2 separate regions of the Arabidopsis thaliana genome follow, and region 1 is linked to region 2. Evidence: chromatin contacts called from public capture Hi-C data. All regions are on one chromosome and are shown on one strand. The core of a region is the stretch at or near the end of the contact, and the rest is flanking DNA. Distances in the headings are between cores, read along the strand shown.

Region 1 (6,311 bases), core at 1,797-4,296, 960 kb before region 2:
ACTTTGTAATGTTTCCTTTGATATCGTGTTAAACATATAAAGAAGAAAACTCACAAATCATCTCTCTAATTACTATATATGTATAGTTAGAAAATATATATTTTAGCAACTTCATGTAATTAAAATATATGTTTTGTGCTCCAAGAGAGGACTAATTAGTATTAAATTGATGGTATTGATACTTAATGATTGCCTCTATCTCTTATTTTATGTTTTAAATCCTCAATACCTATGATGAATCCCTATTGACAAATGCTTGTTTAATTTGATTTTTAAGTATATAAACCGTCTCGTTTCTCTTTAGGGCATATTTGATTAGGTTTTTTAGTTAATCATCATGTATTTTATTTGCAATTACAAGTTTCTTGGTTCGCTATTAATTATTTTAATTATTTTTTGTTTAACCTTTGTAAAAATCTAAAATCTATATTACCCATCTTAGATTAGAAGGATTCATTTCCCGTATCTTTAGCATGTGAGAACTAGTCCTTATGGTTCACTACTATATATAATGTTTACACTTCACGGTGCACTTGCATATTAGTAAAACTCGATCAGATCAATACGGGAAATGTAAAATTAAACGCACTCCAAAACAGTAATTTATTTTTAATAAACATGAATCAGTACTGGTTATACTTATTACCCAAGATAGTCTGACTACTACTTGAATCTTCAAGCCAAATGATTACCAAAGAGAACAGAGAACAAAACGCTGAAATCTTTCTTTAAGTAGTCATTGGTCTAGGAACTGTTTATGTTTTCTCTTCTTTTTTTCTTTCAGTAATTTAATATTCCAAGAAATTGAAGATAATCAATCACTCGATACAAATTATTTATACAAAACTAAGAAAAGAAAGTCAAAGGAAGTGATCGGGTTCTACGGTATGAATGTCAACAAATCATATATATGAAAGTTAGTAAATTTTTTTTATATGATTGACACATCATCATTTTAACATTTGTCATATGTTTATTAAATAATTAATGTAATGAATTATTAATTATAGGTTAGTGATACATTTATTATTCAATTTTATATATTATTTTATTATATATTCAATATACTATTACTGAATTTATTTTAATATTAAAAGATTTTTCAATAAAATCATTTTAATAGTTTTTTTATACTTAAAGATTTTTTTGTAATCCAAACTCAAAGTATGATTATATAATAATCGTGGATTAGCTAATGATTTGAGTAGGTTATTCTCTTAAATTGATATTTATATAATAAATCACTAAGAGTGCATAATACGTACGAAGCTCCATCATCAAATTCTTAGGATTGTAGAATCGAACACTACCCTCTGCTAGATGAACGTTGTTTAAACCGCGACGTAGCGCGGATGATCACCTAGTATAAGTTAATTCTTGGAACTACTTTGAGGGACACAGTGGGGAAGCCTATTAGGCACTCTTACCTGTAAACGAAGCCAACCTCATTTTGTTGATTTTGACTTTATATGTTTTCTTTTATTTTTATTATTTTTCTTATGTTAAAATATATCAAAAAAGTTACGCAGTTAAAACAATTAATTTCTTATTTTAGCAAGACAAGAAATTAACATACGTTAAGAAAAAATAGCGATATACTTAAAATTTTCTCTAAACTATAGTTTCTGCATATAGTGAGACATTATCCAATATATATATTTATATATATAATATGATCGGGACTTTATATTCTTCTATATATTTTAAACATTATGAAATTTCCCCAAAAATAGTACTATTCATTAGATGTTTGTGCATATAACAAAGTGAAACCAACAATGGTTACATATTTTTGTGTTAATATCTTTTATTTTTTTTGTGCGTTTATACTTGTTAGTTTTAGTACATGACTTCTTATAATAATCACGAAAATCCTTTTAAAGTGCCATTTATGAGATATGCTTCTATGATAAATCGGAAGGATGAGATTCTTTATGTGAAAGTTCAAACTCTTATTTTCTTTCTTACCGAAATCTACAAAACCTGAACAATGGAATATATGATAGGATGAGAAGGTACTTGTTTGAAATACCTAGTTATTCAATATTACTTGTTTAGGGTTCACTTTCTAATTAGTTTGCTCGACGTACGTCGGTTTAAAGTTTATTTCCTCCAAACTAAAAGGTTTCACACACACGAACACAACTATATGCACATGTGCGTACGGCTTACGTTATGTATCAATACATACTAGTTAAAAAAAAAAAACTAGTAATGCACTGTACCGTCTATTAAACGAGTCTCAACAAAATTAAGAATTGGTTGTAAGAATATTCTTTTGCCATAAAAACGTATTTTTAATCACGTGAAAGGTGCCGATCTAGTTGCTAGCGGTGTCTTTTTTTTCCAATCCTTTGATCTAATATTAGAAATAGTCAAAAATATTTCTTAAAATGAGGAAAAACTAAACCTGAATAAGATCCATTAATAACTGATTTCCAATTTGTATAAAAATAGCTTTTCTAGAAATCACCTACTTTTCGCCGCATTTCAATTTCTTTGTGTGTATATTGACATGTTCAATGAGATTTTCAAATTTAGTTAAGAAAATCCAAAAACATTCATAAATATTTTCTTAAGAAGAGAAATTTGACTTTTTAATATCTTAAGAAAATTATCTAGATATATTAGTGTAATGGATTTGATTTATCTAAAATCACACACGTCTATGAGTTCCGTACCAATATAGCTAAAACTTAATTAAATCAATAGACATAGAGCATGGAGTTGAAATATATAAAACAAAAGCAATATGGAGTCTTTTAGTTTTCATTTGAAACACCACGCAGTTTTATCATTACTCGAATCATAAAACAGCAGCATGTTTGTTAAGACAATAGAAAGACCAAATGTAAACGTGCAATATGTCTATTAGATTATGGGACCCATGTTCCTCCTATAATGTCAGGTGGCAGACACATGACGCAGACTCTGACGCTTTTTAACAAAACCAAAAGTCTCCACGAAACTTCCTACAAGATTCTTCTATCTTAAACCTAAATATACATTTATATAATCTATATAATTGATAAATGATAAAATACAATTTGGAGAGATATTTGAGTCGACGCCAAAACCCTTTTTGTAGGCGAATCATCTGGACCGGTAAGAGACTCTCTCATCGATAATAACCACATAATTTAATCAAACTCTTTCTCTCTCTTTCTAAGATCTTTTGCTTTGCTCTTTTCCTTTTTGATCTTCCTATATATGGAGAAGCACCAAAACGGTACTTACTATACGATACTGTACGGATCCATCAAACTGGATTAATTATCAAAACGTACATTTTTATCTTACCTGGCAAGTTACATTCCTAGGGTTTTGGAGAATCCAATCAACAACAAAGAAAATAATCATCGTTACAATAATCAGTATCACGCACAGACTTAGATGTTCCGGTTTCCAGTGAGTCTAGGCGGTTCACGTGACGAAGACCGTCACGATCAGATCACACCGTTGGATGACCATCGTGTGGTGGTTGATGAGGTTGACTTCTTCTCAGAGAAGAGAGATAGGGTTTCACGTGAGAACATCAACGACGACGACGACGAAGGCAATAAGGTTCTCATCAAAATGGAGGGTTCACGAGTTGAAGAAAACGATCGTTCCAGAGATGTCAATGTAAGTATAGTTGATTTTCTCCTAATTTTTGCTATCGATATTAAATGATTTATTTTATTTCTTATATGTGTTGAAATATATTTCTTTGGTTGGTGAGATGTGATGTGAATGCTCATAACACTAGCAACAATTATTTTGCAAACAGTTAATTTTATTATTTTTACATTACTACACAGATAAACTGAATCTGGTTAATGTATTAATACTGTGTAAATATATATATAGATCGGTCTGAATCTTCTGACCGCGAATACGGGAAGCGATGAGTCAACGGTGGATGATGGACTATCAATGGATATGGAAGATAAACGTGCAAAGATTGAGGTACCTTTTTTTTTTTTTTTTTACTCGTTTTCCATTTTAATCTGTAACTAATTTATCCACGAACACAAAATACTACATCCTTCTAACTCCACTGAATGCTGTTTGGTTCGAGAGCAGTAAAATTAATTGAAAAGACCTAAAAGCACAAATTTTCAATAGATTACTGTTCAAAATTTGGGAGACGTTTAGTTTTTTTTTCTCGTTCTAATATGTATATGTCTTTGGTTGTAATAAATGAAATGAAGAACGCACAACTACAAGAAGAGCTCAAGAAGATGAAAATAGAGAATCAAAGGCTAAGAGATATGTTGAGCCAAGCGACGACCAACTTCAATGCCTTACAAATGCAACTTGTTGCCGTCATGAGGCAACAAGAACAACGTAACTCTTCACAAGATCATCTCCTGGTAATGTTACAATAATTTACTTTTTTACTTAGATCTAAATCTTTATCCCTCTAAAATATACATATATTTTATATATGTATCCGTTAAATCGTGTCAGTAAAAAATATATAGATCGATCTCCAAACCGTATTCATTGAATCCTCTATAGCTTTTTGGCATACTACTACTACATGAACTATGTGGACAATCCAAAAGGTTGTATAGTTGATCAATGGTTGTGTTCGTTGTTAAAAAATATATTTCTTACCAACTCTATGTATTTTTGGTCGTAATAAACGTTATAAATTTGAAATTTTTGATCTTAAGTAAAGTAACGTCGGCGCATGAGATTTATATATCTAGAAAACGAAGTGTTTTCGATAATCGGTACATACACACAAATCCAAACACGTAATCCATTGACTAAATTATTTCATGATCTTTCTGAAAAGTATCATTCTTATTTAACTATAAAAAAAACAAATCCTCAGTCGCTTTGTATTTTATTTGTTTAGCTAAGTATTAGTTATAAATAATGCAGAAAGAGTAATATGCACTTCTATATATTAACTTAACTTAGGCTCAGGAGAGCAAAGCAGAAGGAAGGAAACGGCAGGAACTGCAAATCATGGTGCCAAGGCAGTTCATGGACCTTGGGCCGTCGTCTGGAGCAGCAGAGCATGGAGCCGAAGTGTCATCTGAAGAGAGGACAACGGTTCGTTCAGGTTCTCCTCCTTCGCTTCTAGAAAGTTCCAATCCCCGAGAGAACGGAAAGAGGTTGCTTGGAAGAGAAGAAAGCTCAGAGGAATCAGAGTCTAACGCCTGGGGAAACCCTAACAAAGTCCCCAAACATAATCCATCCTCTAGCAATAGCAATGGAAACAGAAACGGAAATGTTATTGATCAGTCGGCCGCAGAAGCCACCATGCGGAAAGCCCGTGTCTCAGTTCGTGCCCGATCTGAAGCTGCCATGGTAACCTAAATCCCTCTAATGGTAGCTAGGCATAGGCTTATATTTGATCATAAATTTTAACGGTTATATTTTAATGTTGTTAACTTGTTCTATAGATAAGCGATGGATGTCAATGGAGAAAGTACGGACAAAAAATGGCTAAAGGAAACCCGTGTCCGCGGGCTTATTATCGTTGCACAATGGCCGGTGGATGTCCAGTTCGCAAGCAAGTACGTATGCTTTTACATTTTACGTCGGCATGATTATATAAAAATATAATTAAGATCTACTATATAATTTGCGTTTGAAACAAAGGAAGCCGTAACCAATGATGTCTTAACAGGTGCAGCGTTGCGCAGAAGACAGATCTATTCTCATAACCACCTACGAAGGAAACCACAACCATCCACTCCCACCAGCCGCTACGGCCATGGCCTCAACAACCACCGCAGCTGCAAGCATGCTCCTCTCGGGCTCAATGTCGAGTCAAGACGGTTTAATGAACCCAACAAACCTCCTAGCTCGAGCTATCTTGCCTTGCTCCTCAAGCATGGCTACAATCTCAGCCTCCGCACCATTCCCAACCATCACATTGGACCTCACCAATTCACCCAACGGTAACAACCCTAATATGACCACTAATAACCCGTTGATGCAGTTCGCTCAACGGCCCGGTTTCAACCCGGCAGTTTTGCCTCAAGTGGTTGGTCAAGCTATGTACAATAACCAACAACAGTCCAAGTTTTCTGGTTTACAGTTACCGGCTCAGCCACTGCAGATCGCGGCCACTTCCTCGGTGGCCGAGAGCGTTAGTGCTGCCAGTGCAGCAATTGCGTCCGATCCAAACTTTGCGGCGGCTCTAGCGGCAGCGATCACGTCCATTATGAACGGTTCCAGTCATCAAAATAATAACACCAATAATAATAATGTGGCTACGAGCAACAATGACAGTAGGCAATAAGAGTTTTCATTTTGATGGTCGATTTTTTTTTTTTGGGTACTTTGTTTTGAGTTTCGGATGTGTA
Region 2 (7,107 bases), core at 1,414-3,913:
CTGCGGTTTACTACTCCTCGGTTTACAAGACGTTTACCTACCCGGTTCAAGTGATGAGAGAAAGCTTGGATTGGGTTAATATTATAGCCTATGATTTTTACGGACCGGTGTCGTCCTCCAAATTTACCGTTCCAACCGCCGGTCTGCACGTTTCTTCTAACAACGAAGGTATAATTAAGCATATATAGTTGTAGTATATCATTTAAGAAGGGATACTTCGGTGATCAATTTTTTTTTTTTTTGTTTAACTTGGAACTATATATTGGTACTTTGGTTGATAGGTCCAAGCGGCGACTCTGGTTTGAAACAGTGGATTAAGGACGGACTTCCCGAGAAGAAAGCAGTCTTGGGATTCTCCTACGTTGGCTGGGCCTGGACTCTCCAAAACGATAAAGATACCGGTTATAATGCGGCCGCTGCCGGCGTAGCCAAATCTGAGGATGACGTATCTGAGGACGGTTCTATAAACTATGCTCAGATAAACAAGTTCATAAGGGATGAGGAAGCAGCAAAGGTTTATGACCCCAAGGTTGTCGGACATTATTGTTTCGCCAAGAAGATTTGGATTGGGTACGAAGATACTCAGAGCGTCGAGGCCAAAGTGTGATACGCTAAGCAGAACGGTCTGCTTGGTTACTTTGCATGGAACGTTGGAGCTGACGATAACACTGTTCTATCTAATGCAGGTTCGCCTCTTTCTTTTTCTACATAAATACCTTTTTTTTTGTTTCGTTTATGAATTGCAGCAAAAATTATAAATCCTATATATGGGATTAATTCAACACTACCGAGTCTCTCATATATGTATTTTGATATTTACAGCATCCAAAGCATGGGGTGTTTAATAGACAACCATCGGTGGAGTTCCGGCCACAAGTAAAAGTGAATGAAGAAATAAATAAAAGACGAGTGAAGAATAAAACATGTTTGCTTATGTGTTATTGTAAGATATAAAATAAAACACGCCTCTCTCCTTATCGGTATCTTGCTATCTGTAATAAAAATAAAACATGCTTGTTGTATCATATCCTTGTAAACAAAAAAAAAAATTTATACAATAAATAAAAATGTTTGATTTCTATATATCTTCTTCTTTTCTTAAAGAAATGTTTGATTCTATATGAAAAATAACAAACAACATGCTTGCTTTATATTATTAAGAGATCATCTAACAAATTTAGACCGTACGACTTGAACTTACAAACTTATGATTAACGTATAAATATACAATTACTGTGGCCTGTTTGATATATTTTGTTTAATCATTCAATAATTCACATCTTATCGGGAAAAAAATATATATAATGATATATGAATTTAGATACCAAAAGAAATGATCATTTACAATAGTTTAGAAAAGCTAAAATCTTTATAAACCCCTAAAGAAAAGAAAAGAATAAAAGAGCTGAATCGATATAAGAGAAAAACATTGAAATTCTCTTTAACTAATCATTCAAAGGTACATGGGTATTGAGCTTCCAAAACTAAATAAACGTTTTAGTAACAAAGTTAGACCTCCCAAAAAATTTGTTATTGCAAAACTAGGTCTTATGTTTCTGAAACTTAATATTTAATCTTAATTTTTAAATTTATCTATTTGTTATTGCAAAAATAGGTCTGATTCCCGAAATTTTAAGATTTGGTCTCAAATTTTAACTTTTATCAACAAAACTTATATAAAAAAAAATTGTTTTGTATTGGGCCTCATATTTATCAGGACCGACACTGAGTGAACCACAATGAAAAGAGATTCCAGAATCAAGCATGCAGCATATCTTTTACTATCAATCTACTCCCTTCTGACTAACTTGAACGCAATAAAATTGTAATAGAGGTGCTTGTTTTTAAACATGCATTCTTTTATGACTAACAGATTGATTTACAATCTGATCTGCACATTTCAATAAAAATGTTGTGACAATTCTAGACCAAACCGTCTCATTATTTCATTTTGAATTTTCAAAGTTATATGAGTTGCGATAATGTTGTACACATGCACGGCTCATACAATAATCTTATAGGAATTCCTCAATTAATTAATGTCCAGTTTAATGAAGAATGTACAATATTATTATAATGCATGTGAACCAGTTCATTGGTAGACAAATAGACTTGTTAATATGGACTATATGACCGGAGCCTTTTTTAATTCTATGGACTATAACCAAGTCTTTTTTTATATTATTCCTTCTATTGTTGGAAGACTATACTTTTCCTTTTTAGTGTATTAATTTCATGTTGGAAAAAACTATAATATAAACATTCCCACTCTAGAGATATGACATACCTATTAGACGTATAACTTGGTAAAATATTCATATGTTGTTGATCTGTAACATATGTTGTTGTTTAGATATTCTTGCCAGTTGCCAACGTTGATTGAAATCATAATGGGAGTAGTCAAACCAAAACTTTTATACTTATATTATACGTTAAATTCTTCAACTACTTGACTACCATAAATTAATTTTTAAACTTAAAAAGAGATTTGTGAAATAAAAAATACATCAACTATGATATGAATGCGCTCCTTGATGGGTCTGGTGTCACAGTCACAACATTTAACAAAGACTTTGGCAGTCTTTGAAAATCAACTTAAATCCACTATAATCCTTCTAAATTCAAAGTTGAAAATATTCTTTTCTTTCAATATTTATAATACCTCTTCCCAAATTCCCTATAGATAGAGAATGAAAGCACCCTCTTAGTTTGTACTGCAAGGCACAACAAACAAAATAACACAGAAAGCATTTCGTAAAAGACTTTCAGACAAAAATGTATACGGAAGTAGTTAAAGCATCCTATTGGTTCCCAGATGGTGCATCATCCCCAACCACCGGAAGCGTAGTCCCACAATCCTCAGCCGTGCTAATCGATTCAACTCTCTTCACTCATCTTTTCTGCGCCTTTGCCGACCTTGACCCTCAGACCAACAGCGTCGTTGTCTCCGGCGCTCACGAACAAGAATTCTCCAACTTCACTAAAATCGTCAAGAAGAAAAACCCTCACGTGCAAACCCTCTTGTCCATCGGCGGAAGAAACGCAGATAAATCCGCGTTTGCGTCTATGGCAAGTAACCCCACTTCTCGTAAATCCTTCATTTGGTCTGCGATCTCCAGCGCTAGATACTATCGATTTGACGGACTTGATCTGGTTTGGAAGTACCCAAAAGATGATGTGGAGATGAGAAACTTTGGTCAACTACTTGAACAATGGCGAGAAGCGATTGAGGACGATGCTGAACGCACCGAAAGAATGCCTTTGCTATTGACGGCTGCGGTTTACTACTCTCCGGTTTACGATTCTGTTTCCTACCCAATTCGGGAGATTAAAAAAAAATTGGATTGGGTTAACCTTATTGCCTATGATTTCTACTCTTCATCCACAACCATTGGTCCACCCGCCGCTCTGTTTGATCCCTCAAACCCGAAAGGTACAAATATTAGTATGTGTGTTCCTGTGGGGTTTGAAAAAAAACTAATATTACATACTTTGGTTTCGGGTTTAGAGGTTTACAGACTTTTGCCTAAAACCTTTTGTACAAATATCACTAGGTGTGTTCTTACTAGGACTGACCAGATCGATCATAGGATTTATCAATTAAAAAGTAAAATCAGGTGAGTAATTTATTTTGGTTGGTCAAGGGTTTAACTGTAATATAATTTGGTTGATAGGTCCATGTGGGGACTATGGTTTGAAAGAGTGGATTAAGGCCGGACTTCCGGCGAAGAAAGCAGTCTTGGGATTTCCATACGTTGGATGGACCTGGAGTCTAGGAAGCGGCAATGATGCGGCCACCAGCCGAGTAGCTACATCAGCTGAGGGTTCTATCAACTACGATCAGATAAAAAGGTTAATAGTGGATCACAAAGCAAGACCGGTTTTTGACTCGACGGTGGTTGGAGATTACTGCTTTGCCGGGACGAGTTTGATTGGGTACGATGATCATCAGAGCGTCGTGGCTAAAGTAAAATACGCTAAACAGAAAGGTTTGCTTGGTTACTTCTCATGGCATGTTGGAGCTGATGATAATTTTGGCCTATCTCGTGCAGGTTCGTCTTTTTGTACTTATGAATCTTTATTTTTTTCTTTATTTACATTTTCGTAACGGAGTTGCTATTCTTATTTCATGAATTGCAACAAAAAGTATATTTAGTGTCATATCGGATAAGTACCAAGTCTTATATATGGATTTTTGGAAATTTGAAGCATCGCAAGCATGGGATGCTAAAGAGACAAAGACAACCAGCGGAGACAACCACTAAAGAAGAAGAAATAAATAATGACGAGTAAAGAATATAACATGTTGGCTTATGTTATTCTAAGACATATAAAACACGTCTTGCGTATCTTTTTTTTTTTTTTTTTTTTTTTTAGACAAACGTATCTTTCTTTCTTTTTTTCTCGTAAGTGTTGCCTTTTATTAAAACGAAGTGTGCGTATCTTGTTTTCACGCTTGCTAATTAAATCATTGTAAACAAAAAATAATTAAATAAAGTTTGGTTTCTATAAAAATACGCATTATGAAAAAACATCACTTACGTGTAAATCTATGCATGCATGCTTTTAAATTTTAAATCTGATATTTGGAAAGCCGCTTGTAAATTTGTATTATCATGGTTTTCAGAAAAAATGCATGGTAGTACATTGCAGAAATCTTATAAGGAGAATTAATTATATTATATAAAACCAAAAAAATAGATATTCTAAATGCTCCTTTTTATTAAATATCAAATCGTTTTGATTTGTAAATATTAAACAAATGAAACTGTATTAAAAAAAATCAAAACATATCCAACAAAACTAGTTGCTATTGTACATGTTACCACAAAAAACTACAAAGACCAGCAAAAGGTAGTTGATCCGAAGCTGATACTTTAAGCGGGAAGATAATAGCAAAACTGATAACTAATGTGGGGTGTTTTCTTCACCAGTTAAGACGGTGCACCGAGATAAGATGCAAGCCTTAGTATGTCGCTGAATATACCACCGGCCGTGACTTGAGCACCAGCTCCAGGTCCTCGGACTATAAGTGGATGATCCTTGTACCTTGTCGTTGTGAAGGCTATTATGTTGTCTGAACCTGCGAGCTGCGCAAATGGATGTTCTTTCTTGTATCTTCGAAGTTCAACTGTTCCCTTTTGGTTAACAGCGTCCACCACTCCAACATATCTCAGAACCTAAATTCAAGTTTACATACATATATATATGGTTAAAATATGATCACATTGATCGAAAGGGAAAACGTTTGTTGTGAATAATCTTACTTCCCCAGAGTTTTCAGCATCTAGCCTTTCTTTTGCTAGGTCTCCATCGTACTGTGGGAGTTTCTCCATGAATTCTTCAACAGAAGTGCATCCCTGAAAGTAGAATTAGGAAGGACATTGAGTGCAGACATTGTTAGTTTTGCTGTTAATGAGATATACATATAGAGAGATCTTATACTTTTAGAGGTTCTGGTACGAGACTTCTAATGGGGAGATCAGCGAGGTCCAATTTCAGTCCAGATTCTCGAGCGAGGATAATCACCTGCACAAACAGAAGGGTTTTGGCTCAATGAGAGAGACTATCATCAGTTTCAGAACTTTACTAGGTTAGTTTGATAGATAGAAGAGTTAACGTACCTTCCTTGCAACATCAGTTCCAGATAAATCATCTCTTGGATCAGGCTCAGTGAAACCTGCGTTCTTTGCTTCAGTGACAACCTCGCTGAAACTTCGATCTCCAACAAAATTGTTGAATAGATAACTCAAAGTTCCACTGGAGGAAAGAACAAAAAAACAAAATCCAAAAGAGAAATCATCAGAAAAGAACTCAGAGTCAAACTGTGGTGGATCTGTTAATTAACAGACCTGCAAATGCCCTCTATGCGTAGTATCTTATCTCCTGTCTCAAGGAGACCACGTAAAGTGCTGATAATTGGAAGACCAGCTCCAACAGTGGCTTCGTAGAAGTAATGAGTGTAGGATTTCCTTTGAAGATCTCTCAGTTTCAAGTACTGAGCACACAAACAGAGAAACATCAGTGGAGTAAGAAACCAACACAGGACAGGAACATTTCCTATTGAGTTTCTTTAACAGAGTTTCATAAGAAGTATACTTGATGAGAAGAATATATTACCTGATCGAGGGGACCTGAGTTAGCCTTTTTATTTGGGGTAATGACATGAATTCCCTTTCGTAACCAATCATAGTAACGGCTTGCAATAGCAGAGTCTGCTGTACAATCAACCACTACAGAGTTGGGGATAAAATGATTTCCATGCACTTGTTGAGTGAATTTATCCAAATCCGCCTCTGTTCCCTTCTCGTTTAGAAGTTCTCTCCATCTCGACAAATCAATACCACTGCAATAAAAAACGTAGGTACACATGTGGTGTTAAAACAGAGAAAATTATCTGCGGATATAGAAGAAAATGTCAGAATGAATAAGAATGTCTTTCAGATAAAATACTACAGCCGCGACAGAATCAAGAAATGTACAGAATTAGTCATTCTTACATGTCACTCAATAACATCTTCTTTGAACCAGTGATTCCCAAAACACGCAGATCAATGTTAAATTCTTGTTTGAGAACAGCAGCCTGAAAAACATAATTAAATGCCTAATCAGCTTCGTAAAGGACCAATAGAGCCAGAAAGAAGGTAATGTAGCATTTTGAAAAGACTCAACAACATTATGAAGTTCACCTGATCCCGCAGCTGGTCAAGTAATGTTGCACCAATCAAGCCCGGTCCTACGATTCCCATTGCTAATGTTGTTCTTGACAAGAAAAACCTCGAGTGTACAGCTCTTAACGCCTTAACGCTATCTTCACGTTTAATAACGACAGTAACATTGTACTCAGAACAACCTTGAGATATAGCTCGGACATTAATATTAGCCTACAAGCGAGATACAAAAACAAGCAATTACAAGGGAGCAATCAAGCAAACGATAGTATATGAGATGGATGATCCCTCATCATGCTGGTTACAGTATTTAAGTAATAATCACCTTCGCCAAAGCACTGAAAAGTGTACAACTAACTCCAGGTGTACTAGCCATTTTCTGGCCGACTGCAGCTAAGATGCTACAGTTTGGTATCACCTCAATCTGAGAAAATAA

The links. Capture Hi-C pulls out chosen DNA fragments and counts their contacts.
Region 1: a capture Hi-C map of seedling shows a contact between it and region 2, with 4 times the contacts expected there. A contact is called at or near these places in 4 of 26 Hi-C or Micro-C datasets (cotyledon, seedling and shoot) and 3 of 3 other capture datasets (root, seedling and shoot).

The regions. Positions count from the first base shown.
Region 1 is chr4:11,691,317-11,697,627 of TAIR10.1, reverse strand. WRKY31 (WRKY DNA-binding protein 31) reads left to right here and starts at 3,046. Exons shown (of 6, transcript NM_118328.4): 1 at 3,046-3,624; 2 at 3,850-3,948; 3 at 4,194-4,355; 4 at 4,915-5,307; 5 at 5,403-5,516; 6 at 5,630-6,311. The coding sequence starts at 3,394. The coding sequence ends at 6,247.
Region 2 is chr4:10,727,364-10,734,470 of TAIR10.1, reverse strand. It overlaps AT4G19720 (Glycosyl hydrolase family protein with chitinase insertion domain-containing protein), which reads left to right and starts at 2,663. Exons shown (of 3, transcript NM_001341372.1): 1 at 2,663-3,433; 2 at 3,675-4,052; 3 at 4,210-4,505. The coding sequence starts at 2,776. The coding sequence ends at 4,265. It overlaps AK-HSDH II (aspartate kinase-homoserine dehydrogenase ii), which reads right to left. Exons shown (of 18, transcript NM_202847.3): 10 at 6,997-7,095; 11 at 6,690-6,884; 12 at 6,501-6,583; 13 at 6,121-6,346; 14 at 5,853-5,998; 15 at 5,625-5,760; 16 at 5,446-5,529; 17 at 5,268-5,360; 18 at 4,703-5,180. The coding sequence ends at 4,935. It overlaps AT4G19730 (Glycosyl hydrolase superfamily protein), which reads left to right. Exons shown (of 2, transcript NM_118093.1): 1 at 1-168; 2 at 282-607. The coding sequence ends at 607.